Regions from separate parts of the Rattus norvegicus genome. Here region 2 is linked to region 1. The links are chromatin contacts, called in public Hi-C maps. All regions are on one chromosome and are shown on one strand. Each heading gives the region's core, a stretch centred on a gene start, on an enhancer-like site or on the middle of the called end of the contact. The rest is flanking DNA. Distances are from core to core; before and after follow the strand shown.

Region 1 (2,700 bases), core at 37-2,536:
TTCCATGTTACTCTATGTTGTTTATTCACTTTATTTCAGTAGAAAGGTTATTTGAAACTTTGATACTTTAAATGCAAAATGTTATATAATAGTGCTTCTCTAGAATATTCTGCACAATTGTTTAAGCTTGGGTAGGCACAGATAATGGCTGTGTGAAATAGTCACCCCTAGAGGAAAAGTTACCACATCAAAGCCTGTGTGTTCTTAAGGGAGGAGTGATTAAATACACTGATAGATATATAAGATTACTTGTATTTAATGGAAATCTCCAGTGTTTATATAAACATTGGTGGGTTTAGTATGTTTGTAGTAAGCTTTGGACGCTCAAAGCATGACCTTTTAATTTAATAGTTGAGTGTCTGTTGCTTGGTTTTTCTTTTTCTTTTCTTTCTTTCTTTTTTTTTATATATATTCTTACCTGGATTTCGAGTTTTCTGAATAAACATCTTGTCTTTATTGCCTTTGTGAATTCTTGGAAACTGCAAACTGCATGGGTTGTTGTAGGGTTTTTATTTTTTTCTTTAATTTTTTCAAGCTTTGCTGTGTATGCTTAGCTCGCACGACACTTGCGGTCTAGAATGGCGTCAAACTTACCACAGTCTTGCTTTCACCTCTGCCCTTGGTGCTGGAGATAGGAGCCTGAACCCACTCCAGGCTTTAGTCTTCTGTTTTGTCGCTGGACTTTTTCAGTCTTTGGAAGACAAAGGTGAGTTACTGTTTGAAAATTTAATGAATAACCGTTACAGTGTGTCAGCGTCTCCTGTGAAGGTTTACTTAAAAATGTCTGATTTTTGCTGCTCGGTCTCAAATATAGTAATTACCTCCAGAGCCTAGTTTCTGTCCTGAAATGAACCTCACACAACCTTGTTGGTTTTAGTGGAAATGCTAACATCTTTTCTAACATTCTTCTGGAATGTTCTCTAGGCTCTATATTAAAAGGACTGTAATATTTAGAAGTGGATGCAGTAATAAGGAGGGTCACAGGTCCTGCAGGGAGGCTGACAGCTGAGCAGATGAGATTTTAGGGTGTTGTTTTTGTTGTAGCTCATGTGAAGCCGACAGACTCCAAACCCAAATCTGTATTCCTCTTTGGAGCAGACATTAACCTCTTTTTCCAGGCCGAGACAGTGAAGTGTATCAGTTTTGGTAGCCTGGGTTATAAGAAACCTAAATTAGTTTGAAGTGGAATTATCCTGTTGAAAGGGCAGTTGAAAGCCCTTGACACTGGACAGAGGATTGTCTAGTGTCTAATCTTGGCTCAGAACGCAGCAGACATAATGAGAGTCATTATGAACTGGTGATCTCTCACCCCTCCCCTCAGCAGACCACATTAGACTTGCAAAAACAGAGAGCACTGTGTGTGCTTGGCCCTGTGCCTGCCCTGTGCCAGAGGAAGAAAAGTCTACCTTGTTTGTGCTCCAACCAGATACTGGCGTATCCTGTTACTGCTAGGCTGGGTTCTGAGCTCCTCTGTTCAAGCTCGTCCTGACAGATGCTGTCATGGCTGACCCTTAGCAAGACAAATGCAGCCACTTTGCCGGAGTTGGCTTCTTCCCAGCAGTGCTTGCCAGTGTCCTGAAAGCATTTTCCTGTGTCTTTACCTGTGGTCTGTTACCTCCGTCAGGATCTGAGCTGCCTTCAGAGTCTTGGCCATATCTGGAAGCATTGTATAGTTCTGTTAGTTCAAATAAGTAGAGTCCCTCAACTTGACTTCCTGGTCTTTCAGCAACAGATGTTGCTTCAGTACATCCTGAGGATCCCTGGGAAGGCCTCCTGCTACAGAAGCAGAGTGTTCGTAGCTGTGTGTCATGGACTCTGGAAACACCACAAAAGACAACCCCACACACGAATATGGGGCGGTGGGCTCTCAATGTTAACCTTTGCCCAGGAGGAATGGCATTTGTGTTGTATTGTAGGTGGCTGGAAATGAGTGGGGTGAACTATGGTTAGTGTTTGCTTCTGAAGGGTTCTGGCAAAGAGGCATCATTGTGGAATTTTACAACAGATGGGAGGCTTCTGGAAATCTGTGTGAGAGTGAGCGAGTATGAGTCCCCCCCCCCCTCTCTCTCTCTCTGTGTGTGTGTGTGTGTGTGTGTGTGTGTGTGTGTTTAAAAAGCATTCTGGCAGCTGTGTGGGGAAGGAGTGGACATACACACTCACACGCACACACATGTGTGTGAGTGATGCTCTGTGTTTCCCTATCAAGCTCTTATACTAAGAGACTGGTCTGTTTATTAGAGAAAATAGGTGGAGAGGAAAGGATTTAGATATGTAGATATGTCTTCCAGGAGAATGTAGCTAACAATTGTAGATTGAAAAGGTGCAACAAGAGATAAAACAGAGTTAAGGAGAATGGGTCTGTAGTTTTCGTCTGACATGCCAGAAAGAAGCTTTTGAAGATGTATACATGGCTTTGTAGACACATCATGACTTCAGTCTGGTGAACGTGACTTTTACCTTGCCCTTGAGGTGTATTTTAGTTGATAGAGGGCAGGTTTGCATGCATGAAGCCTAGTGTTTGACTTTGAGGACGTTAGAAACTGTGTATTGGGATGTATAGTGGTCATCCTAACACTTGGAATATGGAGGCAGAATAGACTTCAGTTACGTAATACATCCCGGGCCATCCCGGGCTACCTTGACTGAAATAAGAATATATTTCATAGAATATAATAGTGTAATGTAGATATTAATTAATGT
Region 2 (2,700 bases), core at 134-2,633, 680 kb after region 1:
TATTAATGTACTGATTCATCTCACTAAGACAGGTTTTCACCATGTGCCCTAGACCATTCTGGAATTCAGTATCTTTTGTCCAAGTATTGAGATTACAGAATTTCAGGGTTGGGGGTGGAGAGATAGTTCAGTAGGTAAGAGTGCTTGTTGTTTCTGTTAAGGGCTGGGCTTTGGTTCCCAACACCCAAATCAGGTCACTAACAGCTCCAGGGGATCTGTCCTACAAAGCACTAGAACACACACACACACACACACACACACACACACACACACACACAGAGGGGTTGGTCGGGAGGGAGAGAGAGAATCTTACACTTAATTAAAAAAGAAAAAGGGGGCTGTGTGTTCTGGTAGAAGGTCAGTGACTCAAATGACTGGGGGCTGCATTCATGGTTATCCATCCATCCATCCATCCATCCATCCACCCATCCATCCATCCATCCACCCACCCATCCACCCATCCATCCATCCATCCATCCACCCATCCATCCATCCATCCATCCACCCACCCATCCACCCATCCATCCATCCATCCATCCATCCATCCATCCACCCATCCACCCATCCATCCACCCACCCACCCACCCACCCATCCATCCATCCATCCATCTCTCCCCCAGGGCGCTTAGCTGAGCTGGCTTCCTGGTGATAGGCGATACAGTTCCCATCCTTGCAATGAAGCTTTGACTTTGCTTTCCCAATCTTTACATTTGCTGCATGGAAGGGGAAGCCTCAGTCACACTTGGCGAGTATGAACGTGTACACAAGTCGGATAGTTTGAGGAATTGTGCAGAGAGAGAGCTGTCTACGTGGCCAGTTTGTGAAACCTACCGTGATTCGTGGGATGGGGGTTAGATCAAGACCTTTTTTTGTCCTAGATTTGGATTCTATCCCCCTCTGTGTCAGACAATGCAAAGATTATGTTGTATATGTTGTATCGTGCACCTACTGTGTGCCCAAGATCTATACCCCTGGACCTCCATACCTCTCTCAGAACCAGCGCTTTGCACACGAGGCTGGCCTAGAGGCAATTCAGCCCTAGGCTGCGGGCCTAGTAGCCTCTCCTTGGTTTAGTGCAAATCTCCCAAGCTGTAGCTGCAAAGGGGACAGGAGCATCGCGGTTCCTGCAGGCAGGGAGAAAGGCGCCATGGGGACCAGGGGCCCGTCCGCTACCGGAGGCGGGAGTAGTGGGAGCCACAGCTGTCAGTGTTGCACCCAGGGACTGCGCCCCCGCTGGGCCGACCGGGCGCCAGGGCGGAGAGGAGGGGTGGCGAGGGGCGGGGCGCGTGGGGCGGGACGGAGGAGGGGCGGTGGCACCGGCTGGCGGCTCCGGCTGGGCGCGCCGAGAAGTCCCGCTCCGAGAGCCGGGAGTAAGGCGCGCTCCGTATAGTCCGGAGAGCGAAGTCCAGAGCGCGAGAGCAAGGGTGGGAGAAAGGGGTGTCCCCGCGTCAACACCAGGGACCTCTTTCCCTGCCACGATCCAGCCCCGGGTAGCCGGTGGCGCTGGCGGCGCGCCGCCGATGGAGTTCACTTGAGCCAGGAACAGGCGGGAGAGGCAGGCCGGAGCGGAGCTAGTCCCGCGCGCCCCGTAGCAGCTTCAACCTCAGCTTTCCGCACCGCAGGCGGGCGACACCCGCGGCAGATCGCGACTCCCGGAGCGTGTCGGTGCCACGCCGCGGCGGGCCCAGGACCCATCAGATCAGCCCGCGGCAGTGCCGTACAGGCGGCACCCGCTGTTGGGGAGCCCGAGGCGGCCGCCGGGGAGCTGCTTTCGCCTCTGCCGCCGTACGCCCTCCTCCTCCTCCTCCCTCTCCCTCCTCCCTCCCTCCGCACATGGTCTCCTTTGTCCTGTCGCCGCCGCAGCCGCCTCGTTCTTAGCTCCGCGCGCCGCGGCAGCGGCTCCCGGGCCGCTGCTCTTCAGCCCTGCCAGGTCCCCAGGGCGCACGAAGTTGAGCCCCTGGTTTATGCCAGCCGGTTCCCCGCGCGCCCCGCAGGAGCAACCAGGAGAGCGCGCGGGCCGGGCCCCCTCCCCATCTCCCCGCCACCCGCCCGGGACTTGGCTGCGTTGGATGTGCGCGCGCGGCGCTGACTCCCGGCTGCCGTGGAGGAGCTGGGTGCTGCTTCTGCTGCTGCTGGCTCTGCTGCCGTTGCGGCTCCGGTTCGGATTTGGTTCGCGTGCCTCGGCTTTGAGACTTTGGAGAGGAATTAGCAAAACACACAGACTTGCGGACCTAGCCGGGCCGGCTGGAGTTGGGCGTTTTCTCTGCCTTGGGTTTTGGTTGCTCTCTCCCGGTGGTGCGTGGTGATCTACCCGGAGGGAACCCAGCGGAGGACTCAAACCATGAACTTGGGGTTGACAAGACCACCGAACCCCTTGCGACCAGGTAACGTTGTCCCCCCCCCCCCCACCGTTGGGGGTGGGGGGGGCGACTCGATTGCCCGCCGTCCGCGGTTGCGGGGGAGGAGGCAGGGGTCGAGGGGTCTTTTGTTGCGGCCGCAGCCGGGCCAGGGTGGTAATGTAGGCGGGCTGCTGGCGTCTGGCGGGCCCGGCCTTCCTCCCCCACCCCTCCCCCGCTCCCCTTTGTACTTTCCTAGCTCCCTGAGCCGGCTGGGCTCGGCTCACCGGCTGTGAGCACCTACCCGGGGCGGCCCTAGCCAACAGAGGCGATCCCACCTCTAGGAGTGGACCCAAAGCCCCCA

The links. Hi-C and Micro-C count contacts between places; a contact is called where the count stands out from the background.
Region 2: a Hi-C map of Schwann cells shows a contact between it and region 1, with 9 times the contacts expected there. The contact joins two enhancer-like sites. A contact is called at or near these places in 1 of 12 Hi-C or Micro-C datasets (Schwann cells) and 1 of 1 datasets of contacts at active chromatin or transcription factors (oligodendrocytes).

What each region holds. Positions count from the first base shown.
Region 1 is chr12:30,054,300-30,056,999 of GRCr8, forward strand. The region is part of intron 2 of Auts2 (activator of transcription and developmental regulator AUTS2); the gene reads left to right. Among named protein-coding and RNA genes, the nearest start is that of Auts2, 320 kb to the left of the region's middle. Within about 2 kb of position 1,287, at least 26 of the 93 cell types and tissues checked have an H3K27ac peak or open chromatin away from gene starts, as enhancers often do. A contact at or near this core is called in Schwann cells, where this site is marked.
Region 2 is chr12:30,730,003-30,732,702 of GRCr8, forward strand. The region is part of intron 5 of Auts2 (activator of transcription and developmental regulator AUTS2); the gene reads left to right. Among named protein-coding and RNA genes, the nearest start is that of Galnt17, 230 kb to the right of the region's middle. Within about 2 kb of position 1,384, at least 46 of the 93 cell types and tissues checked have an H3K27ac peak or open chromatin away from gene starts, as enhancers often do. A contact at or near this core is called in Schwann cells, where this site is marked.